Linked DNA regions of Mus musculus: region 1 is linked to region 2. The links are chromatin contacts, called in public HiChIP or PLAC-seq maps. All regions are on one chromosome and are shown on one strand. The core of a region is the stretch at or near the end of the contact, and the rest is flanking DNA. Distances in the headings are between cores, read along the strand shown. Region 1 holds the start of Olfr95 (olfactory receptor 95). Region 2 holds the start of Trim15 (tripartite motif-containing 15).

Region 1 (6,898 bases), core at 463-2,962, 340 kb before region 2:
TGTAGACACATGAACACATAAACACACGTACACTCATACACTATAAAATCATTATTGAACAATATCAATGAATAATGTATTAATAATAAGTAGAATTACTGGCTTTGTAGATGTAGTGACATCTACAATGATGGAAAGAAGAAAATAATGAGGGGAAAAATAAAAACGGCTGACCAAGGAGCATATATGAGAGCTAAGAGAGAAACCCATAACCCTTGAAATTGTCTGCAGAAGGTTCTCCCAGGCCGTCCTGAGATCCCTGCCACCTAAGGAACAGACTCCAAAATAACATTAATTAGTTGTGTGAGGCTCTCCCAATTGTAAAGCAGATTGTACTGGGAGACTCAGGTCCTCAGAGACATAAGGAAAATCCTCCTGCTGAGGGACCCATGTTGCAGAGGGTGAAAAATTAAGGCAGTTACCAGGCACCACCTGCTTTTATCAATGGCTATTTTTCCAAGTAGGAAAACATTATACAGAAGATGTACAGGAAAACACAGGGAGATCCCGGATAAAATAAAGCAGGGACTGACCTGCAGCAGACCTAGTGTGTGGGTGGGCTCATGATTCTAATGTGAGCATTTATAATTTTGCACACCATTTGAATTTATGTATCTGCTAAAGTTTATCTTTTTAGTTGTGTATATTTTATTGTATATAGTGACTTTCATGTTATTTGTAATGATGTTTGTGTATGTACATAATATATGGTACATTTGTGACCTTGAATGAACCTGGCTTCTGAGATTATTAATTTACTCTTCTTTGCTTAGATTTAGAAGTGCAACATGTTAGTGTTTGCATCTCTTGTCTTGTGTACAGGGTCTGGGCATTCTGTATGTATCATGATATAAAAGGATGAGTCTGAGAAGCACCAAGATGAGGAGATGAGCAACTGAAGGAGGCCTTGTATTCCACTGCATTTTTATTACAGAGCTCTTCACTCATATAACCAGCTAATAGCTTTATTTCCTGCAGCTGCCTGAAAGAGCTGATTATTTTGAGTCTTCCCTGCCAAACTGTGAGCTCTATTTGAGGTAAGATAATAGCAAATAAAAAGACGCTTCTGGAAGATGGGAAAGAATGGATCAAAGAAGAGAATCACTGAGAGGAAGAAAGAAATATTGGAGAATAAAAAGATAACGAGTTTAGAGAAAGAACAGGACAGAAAATGCCCTGATTTGGAATAGGATTTTTTTTTCCTGCTCTGAGTGTGAATCAAATGTCCATTCATTGGGGAAGGAAATGTCCACCCCAGCCAAGACAGGAAATGGTGAAGCATGAAAAAGCTGGATATAGTGGTGACTTATGGTAATTCCAGTGCTCTGGAAGCTGAGGCAAGAGGATCGAGGTGAATTGCAGACCAGTGTGGAATATAGTGAATGCTGGGCCTTCCTGGAATATAATTGAAACCTAAGGGAGAGAGAGAGAGAGAGAGAGAGAGAGAGAGAGAGAGAGAGAGAGAGAGAGAGAGAGACTAAGCCAGAGAAGAAGAGTCTGAATTCAGTGTGTACTTCTGAGAATGAGGATAGTACAAAAAGACCAGAAACAAATATCCATCCAGGGTTCCTAGGATGACCTGGGTATAACATGGGCTTGTGCCTGGACATCTCAGTTCTAAGCCTTGATAGCCTAAGAAAAAAGGAGTACCCAGGCAGACACAGTGGTGGCTCTTCTCCACCCCTCTCTCTTGACCAAAGGCTGAAGCAAGATGGGCACCAACTCCTCTCTGGTTACTGAGTTCGTGCTGGTGGGCTTCTCACGTCTGGTCCACCTGCAGGGCATCCTCTTCTCCCTGTTCTTGACCGTCTACCTGCTCACTGTGGCAGGCAATCTCCTCATCGTGGCGCTAGTCTCCACAGATGCAGCGTTGCAGTCTCCCATGTACTTCTTCCTCCGCATCCTCTCAGCCCTGGAGATCTGCTACACGTCGGTCACAGTCCCCTTGCTGCTGCACCATCTGCTCACTGGCCGGCGCCACATCTCGCGCTCTGGCTGCGCTCTGCAAATGTTCTTTTTCCTTTTCTTTGGTGCCACCGAGTGCTGCCTGCTGGCTGCCATGGCCTATGACCGCTATGCTGCGATCTGCGAGCCCCTGCGCTACCAGGTGCTGCTCAGCCGCAGGGTTTGTGTGCAGCTCGCGGGCGCCGCGTGGTCTTGCGGGGCTCTAGTGGGGCTGGGCCACACCTCCTTCATCTTCTCCTTGCCCTTCTGTGGCCCCAACGCTGTCCCTCACTTCTTCTGTGAGATCCAGCCGGTGCTGCAGTTGGTGTGTGGAGACACCTCGCTCAACGAGCTGCAGATTATCCTGGCTGCCGCCCTTATCATCTTGTGCCCCTTTGGCCTCATTCTTAGCTCCTACGGACGGATCCTGGTCACCATTTTCCGCATCCCATCCGCTGCTGGTCGCCGCAAAGCCTTCTCCACCTGTTCCTCCCACCTGGTAGTGGTGTCTCTCTTCTATGGTACTGCCATCTTTATCTATATCCGCCCTAAGGCCAGCTATGACCCAACCACGGACCCCCTGCTGTCCCTCTTCTATGCTGTGATCACCCCCATCCTCAATCCTGTCATCTACAGCCTGAGGAATGCAGACGTCAAGGCCGCCCTAAAAAGAAGCATCCAGAAAATGGGGCCCTCCGAGATTTGACAAAGGGTGGGAGGTGACTCTTGAACAGAATTCCGTGTTCCACATTACCAAGGATCAAAGGAGAGAAGACCTGGAACACAGACTTACCTTAAAGAGCTATTGACTCCCTCAACATTCACTCATCTATTCTGTCTTCTGTTACAAAGGGTTGATTTTGCCAAAGTAAATTGGCCCAGAGGTGGTGGCAGTGCATGCCTTAAATTCCAGAAGTCCAGAGGCAAAGGCTAGGAGAAAATCACACACACACACACACACACACACACACACACACGACTATGGAGGTGATAAAATTTTCACCTATATACAGAGCAATAGTCCTGAACGTTATCTGGCATTGAGACATAGGGTTACTTCCAGACTGTATACTAATTCAGTATTAGTATACAGTTATATATAGCTAGCACACATAAGTAGATCCATAGAGGAGGAGGAGGAGGAGGAAGAGGAGGAGGAAGAGGAAGAGGAGGAGGAAGAGGAGGAAGAGGAGGAAGAGGAGGAAGGGGAGGAAGGGGAGGAGGAGGAGGAGTAGGAGGAGGAGGAGGAGGAGGAGGAGGAGGAGGAGGGTAATCTGTCCCTAGTAAAAACAAATCTCTTAAAAAGTGAAAGGCAATCAGAAAGAATCATGGAAGTCAGATCTTATTAACGCTAATACAGCATAGAGTTTGAAAGGATTAATATTGATGCACTTAAATTCAAGTATTTTATTTGGGGTTTTTTGTTGGTTTTCTTGTGGTTCTTTTTTGTTGTTGTTGTTGTTTTCGTTTTGTTTTTCACTGTTTTGTTGTTTTGGGGTGGGTTGGGGGAGTTGGTTGGTTGGTTGGTTTGTTTTGTTTATTTGTTTTTTTTATTGGGCTTATAAACCTTTTTTTCCATTTTTTATTAGGTATTTAGCTCATTTACATGTTTATTTGTTTTTGTGTTGGTTGGTTGGTTGGTTGGTTGTTGGTTGGTTGGTTGGTTGGTTGGTTGGTTGGTTGGTTGGTTAGTTTTTGACGGAGTCTGCTAGAGCTCTGGCAGGTGTCAAACTCATTATGTAAACTAACCTGGCCTTAAACTCCTGATTCCCCACCTCTGCCTCCCAAGTGTTGAGATTATAGATGTATGCCACCACACCTGGCTTGAATTCAAATCCTAATTTTTTTTTTCAACTAATCAGCTGTGTGATCATAAACAAATGAAATTGTCTGCACTTTAAATCTTTATCCATAGAACTTAAATTACAAAGAAGTCAATTACTCTGAGAGCTTGTGAAAACCCATGCTACATGGGTATCTCTACAAATATTTTTAATAGTAAGTCAGACAGATTTGTACAGAAAGCAGTGTCCATCTCACAGTGTGTGCCTTTGCTGGGGGAATAAGGGTATTTTTATGTCGATGAGGTTGGTACTTAGAAAACTCAGAGGAAGGTAGAGAAAGATATCACACAAGACTGCAGGAAAATGCCCCCCCCCCCCCGCCGCCCCCTGCATCAGTGAAACAAACCAAGAGCATCCAGGACACTGAAGAGGAATATAATGGCCCTGAAATACAAGAGCCCGCGGGAGACAGTTAATAATGAAAAGTTCTGGTGGTGCAATCCACAACCCAATGCTTTGGAGGCTGAGGCAGGAGGACTACTGCAAGTTCCAGGCCAGTCAGGGCTACAGAATAAAACCCTGTCCAAAGAAATAAGAGTCTCCCCGGGGATCAAGAGGACACCAATGATTCCTAATAATTAAAATGCATAAGGCATGATGAGCGGGAGAGTAAACAGGCTGTATTATACACAGGAATAAGACTGTCAAAGAAATTTAGTTTTAAAAGAAGAAAAGTGTAAAATAAAATCCACATGATTTTTATCATTCCTGACACCCATTCGCCATCTTCTGTGCGCTTGTTGCTCTGCTTGACACTGTGAAACCTGAGTCAACACGGGATGGCGATTTTGTGCCGTCTTTGTCTGGAGAGAAAATGCTAATACCCAAGAAAGTGTCATTAAACACTGTGAATCTGGGAAATATGAATCTCGAACCTTTACAGTGGGATAGGGGTGTTGGCTCAGTGGTAAAGTACTCCCCTAGTAAGCCCAAGGCCCTGGCCTCAATTCCCAAAACTAAAGAAAAGAATTACACATGGGTGGTTACTCTACCAGCACCCAGGAAGATGACATGACCTCCCCCATCTTACCAGTGATTAAAGCCTCAGTACCCTGGGTATCTCATAGCAGTAGAACATCTACAGAGAGGAAGGACATCACAGAGGAGCTACCTGAAGGATTTGCAGCATGCTCCTCCTCTGATCATTGGAATTCTTATAGCCAGAGTGAAGCCTGACAGCAGAACTGAACATTGAAAATGCAACATATCCACCTCCTGGTCCCCTCCATCTACACGTCCTTCAGAGGCCTCTCTAGCTAACTGGTGCTTTGGCATTTTGCCATTGGTTTCCCTTGGACATGAGCTTTATGAAACTCACAGCAAAACTTACCCCTCATCTCCATGATAGGCACAGTAGTACTCTTCTGGTCTTATCGGAAATGTCTTCTTTTTTGAGACAGGGTCTTGCTGTATAACTAAGGTTGGTCTTGCACTAGCAATTTCTGAGTTCTGAGATTAAAGGCAAAGCCACCACACCCTACTAACAATACTTTTTAAATCATTTATGGAGGCATCATTAACCTATAATTAAATGTATATATTTAAATAGTCTGGAGGACTGGCGAGATGGCTCAGTGGGTAAGAGCACTGACTGCTCTTCCAAAGGTCCTGAGTTCAAATCCCAACAACCACATGGTGGCTCACAGCCACCAGTAATGAGATCTGACACCCTCTTCTGGTGTGTCAGAAGACAGCAACAGTGTACTTATTTATAATAATAAATAAATCTTTGGGCTGGAGCAAGCAGGACCGACATGAGCAAGTAGGGTTGACTAGAACAAGCAGAGGTCCTAAATTCAATTCCCAACAACTACATGAAGGCTCATAATCATTTGTACAGCTTCAGTGTACTCATATACATAAAATAAAATAAATAATAGTAATTTTTTAAAGGGCTGGAAAGATGGCTCAGTGGTTAAGAGCACTGGTTGCTTGCACTTCCAGAGGTCCTGAGTTCAATTCCCAGCAACCACATGGTGGCTCACAACTATCTGAAATGGGATCTGATGCCCTCTTCTGGTGTGTCTGAAGAGAGCTACGGTGTACTCATATAAATGAAATAAATAAATCTGAGGAGGAGGAGGGGGGAGGGGGAGGGGGAGGGGGAGGGGGGGAGGGGGAGGGGGAGGGGGGAGGGGGAGGGGGAGGGGGAGGAGGAGGAGGAGGAGGAGGAAGAAGAAGAAGAAGAAGAAGAAGAAGAAGAAGAAGAAGAAGAAGAAGAAGAAGAAGAAGAAGAAGAAGAACTAACTGCACTCTGTTTTCCTGTAAAAGCAGAGCCATTAAAAAAAATAATCTGATAAGTGTTGACTTATGTAGATACCATGAAACTATTGGCACAACCATTAAACATACATACATATCCCCCAAAGTTTTCCTCACCCCCCACTGCAGTATCTTCCTTCCATCCCTCCCTGCAACCCATAGTTGCTAACAACTTTTCACCTACATCCTATCACTACAGATCAGTTTGCCTTTTCGGGAGATTTATATGAATGGACTTTTTTGTCTGACTACTTTAAAACAACATGATTGCTTACAGATCCATCCATGTTTTTTGTTTTGTTTTGTTTAACGGTTTATCTATTTATTATATGTAAGTACACTGTAGCTGTTTTCAGACACTCCAAAAGAGGATATCCAATCTCATTAAAGTGGTTGTGAGCCACCATGTGGTTGCTGGGATTTGCACTCAAGACTTTCAGAAGAGCAATCAGTGCTCTTAACCACTAAGCCATCTCTCCAGCCCAGATCCATCCATGTTATAGTACATAATATATTCATTTCTGAGTAGTATCCCATCATAGAAGACCTCAATTTATGCCTCCATCTGCTGATGAAAACATGGAATGTTTCCAGGTTTTTCCTCTTACATATGAAGTATTTGTGAACATTTGTAATTTACCATGTGCTCCTTGCTCTCAGTGTGTCTGGTTACATACACACAGATGTACAATAGCCATATCACATGGAGTTGGTTTTGAGTGAGGAAAGCCCTGGGTTAAGGGTTGAGACTGGCAACTGGAGAGATGGCTCAGCAGATGAGGGTGCTTCTCCAAGCACAAGGACCTGATTTGAATCCCCAGGAACCACAAGATGGAAGGAGAGAACCA
Region 2 (7,525 bases), core at 1,451-3,950:
GAGGCCATGTCAATCCTACCAGGCCTTCTGACGCTGGAAGTCACCGTCTCTGCTCACCCTCCACACCCACATCAGGCCTGAACACCAACATAGTCACCCACACTGGGACAAGGGACCCAGTTACATCTCTGGCACCAGAGCCCCTTGTCCTGCTCTCCCAGGAGCAGACACACTCCTGCCAACAGCATAGGTGAAGAAATAGAGGAGGAAGGCCCAGGGGCTCAAAGCACCATAAGTTAACTCTCTGGACCAGTTCCCATGGCCTGGAGCTCACTGCAACTTTCTGTCCACCCGAAGCTGCTCACAGTCTCTCAGCAGACCACTGTTGAAAGAGATCTTTTCTTCAGGGGCAGGGAGGAGCTTGACTCACAGCTACTGCCACCCCAGCTCTTAAACATAGCCACCTGTCTCCAGGGAGATTGGAGGTATCAGCCAGTACAAGGCTAGTGGCCAGGGGAGTGTGGGGACTCAGATAAGGCTCTTGAGCTGGGGTGTGCACAGCACAAGGAACTGTGGTGATGCCTCCATGGTCCTATAACAGGCTTTAAAAGAGGGCCGAGAGAAGGGAAAAAAAAAACAAAAACAACAACAACAACAACAACAACAAAAAACGTATGAGGGAGGAAAAATAGAGCCAGCATTATTTATTTATTTATTTATTTATTTATTTATTTATTACCATGACTACATATCTCCCACTGATAGACGGAAGCACTTTAAACAGTTTTTTTTTTTTTTTTTTAATTCCACCTTGGCTCTATCACATCCTGCTGTTTGGACCTCCATTTTGCAAGCTCCTCCAGGTTCCCTCCACTCATCCAAGGGGAACCAACAGAGTGCAGGTGACTGTGATCTATCTGCAAGTCAAAGCTATGTGTCTTCCAGGAGATTCAGTCTACCAGAAACCCAAAGGACAAACAGACATGGTGGCACATGCCTGTGATCTCAGCACCTGTTATCCAGAGATGGGAGAATCAGGAGTCCTCAAGACCAGCCTCTGCTTGTATAGCAGCTCAGAGGCCAGTCTGAGCTACGTGAAATGTGTCTTGAGGAAAAAAACAATCAGTGAAAGTCACATATATGCAATGTAAATGTTTCTGGTTGCCAATATGAGCTGGGCCCCAATGGAACAGAATTATATATAAAGGGACATTATTGGGAAACCGGGTATTTTGAATACTGACAGTAAACTCACTAATAGATTGCTAAAGTTCTTTAAATTATATAGTTTTTATTATTACTGTGTATATGTGTGTATGTGTGTGCATGTGTAGGTGTGTGTGCATGTGTATATATGTGTGTGCATGTGTGCATGTGTAGGTGTGTGTGTGTGTGTGCGCGCGCTTGCGCGCTCGTATTCTGGCATAAATGTAGAAATCAAAGGACAACTTTGTGGAGTGAGTTCTTGCCTTCAACCATGTTGGTCCCAGGGCTAGAACTCAGGTCTTTGGCTTGGCAGCAGTTGCTTTTACCTGATGCGGCATCACACCGGCCCATGTTAAATTTTTTAATGACACCGTGGTTGTGTGGATGAATTCCTCACTCTGAGGAGATATATGTTGTATTTATGGAAGAGAGAGCAGATGGCCCAATACTTACAAAATTCAAAAATGCACAAAGGCATTCATGCCACTATTTCTCCACACTATCAATAAATTTGAATGTTTCTCATAATAAGGGTGAGAAAAATATTATAAGACAAAAAGTAAATATTAGTAGTATATTTAAGTTAGTCCAATGTTTCCAAAAATATTTTTGAGCATAGAGTCAACATGAAATACTAGCGATATATCACATGTCTCTGTAGTGATGTGAAATCGTTTATACAAACAGCACATCTCAGCCAGGGCCGACCACATATAATTAGACAGCTGTTCTAAGGATGCATTGTCAAGTGGGAAGGTAGGGCAGGAAGAAGGGGTGTGTGAAACATGAAAATAGGTGGGATAAAAAGACCTGGTGAGCACGAGGGTCTGGCTTTGTCCACAGGGCAGGTGAATGCCTAGGGATCCTGGCAGCTTGTCCACAGGGCAGGAGAATGCCCAGGGACCCTGGCGGCTTGATCTCTGACCCAGTTTTGGGAAGAGCTGGAATCCAAATACCCCAATGCCTTCTGTCTTGTGGCTGTCAAACTCTCTGATCCTTAGAAATCCTCTTTGCCTTTCAATTTGTATCTCTTTCTCCACACTTGTCCCAATGAGTTGTTATTAAATTGGTTGTTCTGGAGTAATTTCTTGGGGTGGTGGTGGTGGTGGTGGAGGTGGTGGTGAGTGCATATTGCCAGACGAGGGGAACGTGCATTTGGGCTCGAAATTCGAGGTCAGTCTCAACATCACAGGCTGGACTCTGATGCCACTGCCAGCCTCCTAGCCTGAACTATGGCTCTCACCTGCCCAGCGTGACAGGAAGCGGCTCCTCCCCAATGGCCTCACCTCTCTGTAGCCAAGAGATTCCAGGAAACCCCATTTCCAAGTGACCTCATGATGCAATACGCTGCTCCCCACCCAAGGGACCGAAGGCGACAGGAGTGGAGAGCTAGGTCACCTGCCTGCCCCTGGGAAACGCTGGGTAGTCAAGACGCCCTGGAGTTTGGACCTGCTTAGCTGCTGGGTTCTGGGCGTGGCAGCCAGGTGACCTCGCTGAGCTGACATTCCTGCCTTTCTTTCAGCCTCCGATTCCTTTGCTTCTGTGACAGTGACGCACTTAAAAGTGACTCAGTTTCAGGGAAAGGAAATTGGAGTGGACCGAGTCAGAAGACTGTGGACAGGCAGGGGAAGGCACGGTGATGCCCTCAACCCGGTCCCTGCGGGGACTTCACCAAGTAGCCTGTCCTGTCTGCACCCGACCCTTGCAGGATGCGGTGACCACAGCCTGCGGACACACTGTCTGCCTACTCTGCCTCCCGCGCACCCCAATGGGAGCCCAGCTGCTGTGCCCTCTCTGTCAGGGGGCAGAAGAGGAGAAAATCCAGGCCGCAGTGGCCCCGGTGTCCCTAGGTCCCCTGAGCGAGACCTACTGTGAAGAGCACGGAGAGAAGATCTATTTCTTCTGTAAGACAGACGCGGAGCTGCTCTGCGTGTTCTGCAGGGAGGGCCCCGCCCACCAGGCACACACTGTGGGGTTCCTGGATGAAGCCATCCAACCCTACAGGGTAAGGAGCTGAGGCGCTGCTTCGTGGGGGCAGGATGGTGACCTGATGTGGGTGAGTGAAGGAAAAGGGATAGAGATTTACTGTCTAAAATCCTCTCAGTCCTCCTCTTTGCTCCTGGTTTCCCTGCGGGCACATACACCTTACTTACCACACACTTTCTATCTCCATAGTGCCACCCAACCCAATTCTTGCCCTAAATGGTGATACAATGAAGGTCAAGGATTAGGACTCTTGTCAGTTTGAATCTCTCAGCCTCGGTGGTGTGTCCACAACATAGCACACGGTATTTGCCAGTGGGATTATTCACCGACCCTCTGCTTTCTTTTTTCTGACAGGATCGTCTCAGGAGTCGGTTAGAAGCTCTAAGAATGGAGAGGGACAAGATAGAAGATAGGAAATGTCAAGAAGACCAGAAGCTCCAGGAGGTTCTGGTAAAGATCACACACACACCTATGGCTGTCTGTTCCTTTGTTCCAGTTTGTTTGTTTAGGTACAGAGTCTCATGTAGCTCAAACTGGCCTCAAAGTCACTACTTAGCGGATCCTATTTTCTCTGCCCCCACAGGTGCTGGAATTACAGGCATGTGCCACCATCCTAACATGTTGGGTAGCTAGCTCAGTATGAACAGTGGTTGCGTAGAATACATGGAGCCCTATATTCAATACTCAGCACTGAATAGGAGTGTTCTATAATTGCAGCACTTGGGTGATGGAGTTAAGAGCGTCAAAAGCTCAATGTCATCTTTGACTTCATTGTGAATTGAGTTTGAGGCCAGCCTAGAATGCATAAGACATGGACATGTATCTCAAGAAAAAAAATAAATTACAACAGTTATTCATGAGTCTAAAGAAGACATAGTAGTTAGTTTTGTGTGGTTAGTTTTGTTGTTGTTTTTGTTTGTTTGCCAAATTGACTCAAGCAAGGGTCATCTGGGAAGAGGGAACCCTTCCTAAATGAGGAATTGAAAACAAAAAATCAGCCGAGAAAAACATTTCTTTCAGATTGGCTGTATGTGGTAAGTCTGTGAGACATCGTGATTATTGATTTGGGAGCATCCAGCCTACACTGGGTCCGTGGTCCTAACAATCTAAGCAAGCAGGCTGAGCATGCCACGGAGAACCTGCTGTTTCTTCACAGCCTCTGCCTCTGGGCTCCTGTTTGAGTTCCTGCTCTGGGTTCTCTCAGTGATGCACTGAGATGTGAAAGTAGAAAATGAAATAAATCCTTTCCTCCTCAACTTGGTTTTTGCCAACGTTCTATCATAGCACAGAGAAGAAAACTAAAACAGTAGAATATTATAGCTATGAAAGGATTTTTTTTTAAGTTAAGTGTGACTCTAAAGAGTTCCATATGATATTGTTACAATCTCTGGCTAAGACAACAGCTCAGAGCTCATCATCTGCAAGTGTATCTTGGGATCTATCTCTTTCTACCATTGTATTATTTAAAGAAATGAGTCCTGTAATGGCTTACTCCTGTCTCTTAATAAGTACACAGATGATCCTTATGGGAGCCAGTTCTGAGCCTCCCCCATATCCTCACAGATGCAGGTTGAAAGCAAAAAGCATCAGGTAGAAGCTGCTTTTGAAAGGCTGAAGCGGGAGCTTGTGGACCAGAGATGCCTCCTGCTGAACAGGCTGGAGGAACTAGAACGGCAGATCTGCAAGGAGAGGGAAGAGTACATCAGCAAAGTCTCCCAGGAGGTCGACCGGCTGAGTACCCAGGTGGAGGAGCTAGAGGAGAAGTGTCAGCAACCAGCAAGTGAGCTTCTGCAAGTAAGAGACTCCACAACCCTACCACCTAGTGCGACAGCAGAGGGTTTACAGGAAGCAGGTGCTGGAAGGTGATGGGGATTACCTCGATTGAGAAGGTGTGTGTGGGGGGAGGGGGGTCTGCTTTTTATGGCTCAAAAAACTAGAGAACTTCCCAAGGCATGCACGAGGATTATGCAAAGATGGCCATCATCAGACCATCTTGAGTTTGGTGTTGTCAGCCCCTCCCACTTTGTCACTTGGGTGACTCTCTTAGTTTCTCTAAGCATGGGATGATTGTTTCAGGGAGTGGTAAGCCATGTAAGGAATAACCCATGTGTGGTGCTGAGCATGGTCCCCAATACACAGGAAGAGCACCATCAATATCCTTGTGTGGTTACCACAATCCTGCCCCACATCGGTGCCAACTTGGAACTCAGACTGGTCTCTGCTCTCTATCATTTCTTAATCACTTGTGTGGGGGGGGGGCATGGTGGGCAGAACAACCAGAGCAAAGGAACTGGCTGGCTGCAGAGTCCTACCTACTTTAGTCAGGAAAAAAGAAGAGAGCAGTGAAATGCACACTAAGTAATTAAGAGGCTCCAGCACTCTGGGTAGGAGTTTTTAGCTGATATTAAGACAGAAAGATTTAGAGTCCCTGATGGGGAAGGCCATGTGGAAAGTAAGTACATGTTTTTGTGTTTCTTTTGTAGGATGCCAGACTCAATCAGAGCAGGTAAGGCCCTCCCCAGTTCTGCCTCCTTTATGTGCATCTTATGACACAGCCATCCATCTGGACCCTTGTGGATGGTTCCAGAAAACACTGATGGATACCCAGGTCACTCCCTCTCTTACTATCAACTCGAACTCAGTAAAATGATGAGTTGAAACTGGACATTGTGGCTCATGCCTTTAGTCCCACCACTTGGGAAACTAAGGCAGAGAGTTCACTATATGTTCGAGGCAAGTCTGGGCTACAGAGTGAGAGCCTACTTCAAAATAAACAACTAAATAACTAATAAAAATAAATTTACTGGTTTTGGTTGACCAACACCAATTCCGTTGGTTTTTTGAGATGTGCTTTTGACCCTCAAAGCAAAGTTACATATAACAGTCATGGGTTTAGAATGCTCCAGGAATTTTTAAAAAATTATTTGTATTTTATGTGTATGGGTGTTTTGTTTATGCATCGTATGTATGGCTGGTGCCAGAGGAAAACAGAGGAGGCAGGGAGATGCCCTGGAACTGGAATTACAGATGGTTGTGAGCCACCATGTAGATACTGGATACTGAATTGTGGTGTCTGACATGACCAGTTCCCAGAAGTATCTTTAATCCATGAAATATATTTTAGTGTCTGAAAATTCTAAAGCCATTTAAAAGTGTCTCCAAACATGCTTCTCAACGAGCGTTTGGATTAAAGTCAAGAAGCATGTGGTGGGAATTGTGTGATAGAGCATCTGAGAGAGAAGGGCCTATGCAAAGCCACACAGCCAGAGTAATGAGGACCGCAAAGGGACCCGAATCTCCCTCTTCCCAGCAATTTTCCCATTGTACAAACCAGCACACAGATAGAAAGAAGCAGGGCGGTTTCTCCACTTCTCTCTAGAGGTGGAGAGGGCTGATAGCCTCTGCCCCTTTCTGCTAGAACAGACTCAAGCTCCAGTGCTCAGGAGAAAGTTAAAATTAGCTCCTCCTGCATCTAATGAAAAGTCCATCATTTTGGAAACCATTCTTACTTACAGATGGTAAATCCCAATTATACTGAATCTAATTTTTATAGCAGACACTAAGATCATCTTTCAGTCCATCTTTTCCCTGTGTCTCCCAAGTATTACTTTTGAAGGCTGGAGGGATGGCTAAACATGATTAAAAACTGATTGCAGCTTTCCCAGAAGACTGCAGTTGGGATTCCTAGCTCCCAGATGAAGCAGCCCACAACAAACTTTAACTTCAGCTCTAAGGCATCTGAAACGCTCCTCTGACCTCTTACGGAAGCCATACACTCAAACACACACACATATATATGCACATAGATAAAATGAAGTATTTTATTTTTGGAATTTGACTTCCAACTTGTCTGCAGGTACGAGCTGAAGACTTTTGTGAGCCCAGAGGCCATTTCCTCTGATCTTGTCAAGAAGATCCGAAACCTCCACAGGAAAATACTTAGCCTCCCAAAGATGATGAGGACATTTTCAGGTAAAGGGGTTCAGGATCCCATTAGGTGTTCTACCTTCCACCTGTCTCCATCTTTCCTCAATTTCAATACCTGGTCCATAACCATCAAGCATAGTAGGACATGTCTGTAATGCCAACACTAGGGAGACTGAGGCAGGAGGCTAGCTTGGACTACATAGTGAAACCCAAACAAAAATAAGCAAACAGTGGCTTGGGTTAAGCATCTTCTCTCCTCATACCTTCCCACAAGACCTCACTCTACTCAGGGAGCAGTTCCCCAGATTGTGGTCTCCCCTGTCCAAGGATAGAGGCCCTGGAGGTCCAGGCAGGTGAGGCACACTTCTCGTGTATCCCTGTCCTCACGCTCTAGCCAGGACACCCTCCCCTTGGGAGTATCTGTAGGAGATATTAAGTCTCACAGATCTTTGTTTCTCCTTTCTTC

Evidence for each region. HiChIP or PLAC-seq counts read pairs in DNA pulled down with a chosen protein or histone mark.
Region 1: a contact with region 2 is called in an H3K27ac HiChIP or PLAC-seq map of microglia, with 8 times the contacts expected there. The contact joins the promoter of Olfr95 here to the promoter of Trim15 in region 2. A contact is called at or near these places in 8 of 39 promoter capture datasets (the SN4741 cell line, cancer-associated fibroblasts, embryonic stem cells and 5 more), 5 of 15 datasets of contacts at CTCF or cohesin (the NIH/3T3 cell line, large pre-B cells, pro-B cells and 1 more), 1 of 484 Hi-C or Micro-C datasets (embryonic stem cells), 10 of 115 datasets of contacts at active chromatin or transcription factors (acute myeloid leukemia, embryonic basal ganglia, embryonic hindbrain and 4 more) and 3 of 9 other capture datasets (adipose tissue, embryonic stem cells and liver).

Annotation. Positions count from the first base shown.
Region 1 is chr17:37,206,665-37,213,562 of GRCm38.p6, reverse strand. Olfr95 (olfactory receptor 95) reads left to right here and starts at 1,712. Exons shown (of 1, transcript NM_146513.1): 1 at 1,712-2,650. The coding sequence starts at 1,712. The coding sequence ends at 2,650.
Region 2 is chr17:36,862,362-36,869,886 of GRCm38.p6, reverse strand. It overlaps Trim15 (tripartite motif-containing 15), which reads left to right and starts at 2,700. Exons shown (of 7, transcript NM_001024134.2): 1 at 2,700-3,151; 2 at 3,487-3,582; 3 at 4,696-4,926; 4 at 5,616-5,638; 5 at 6,989-7,104. The coding sequence starts at 2,786. It overlaps Trim10 (tripartite motif-containing 10), which reads right to left and starts at 313. Exons shown (of 7, transcript NM_011280.2): 1 at 1-313. The coding sequence starts at 8.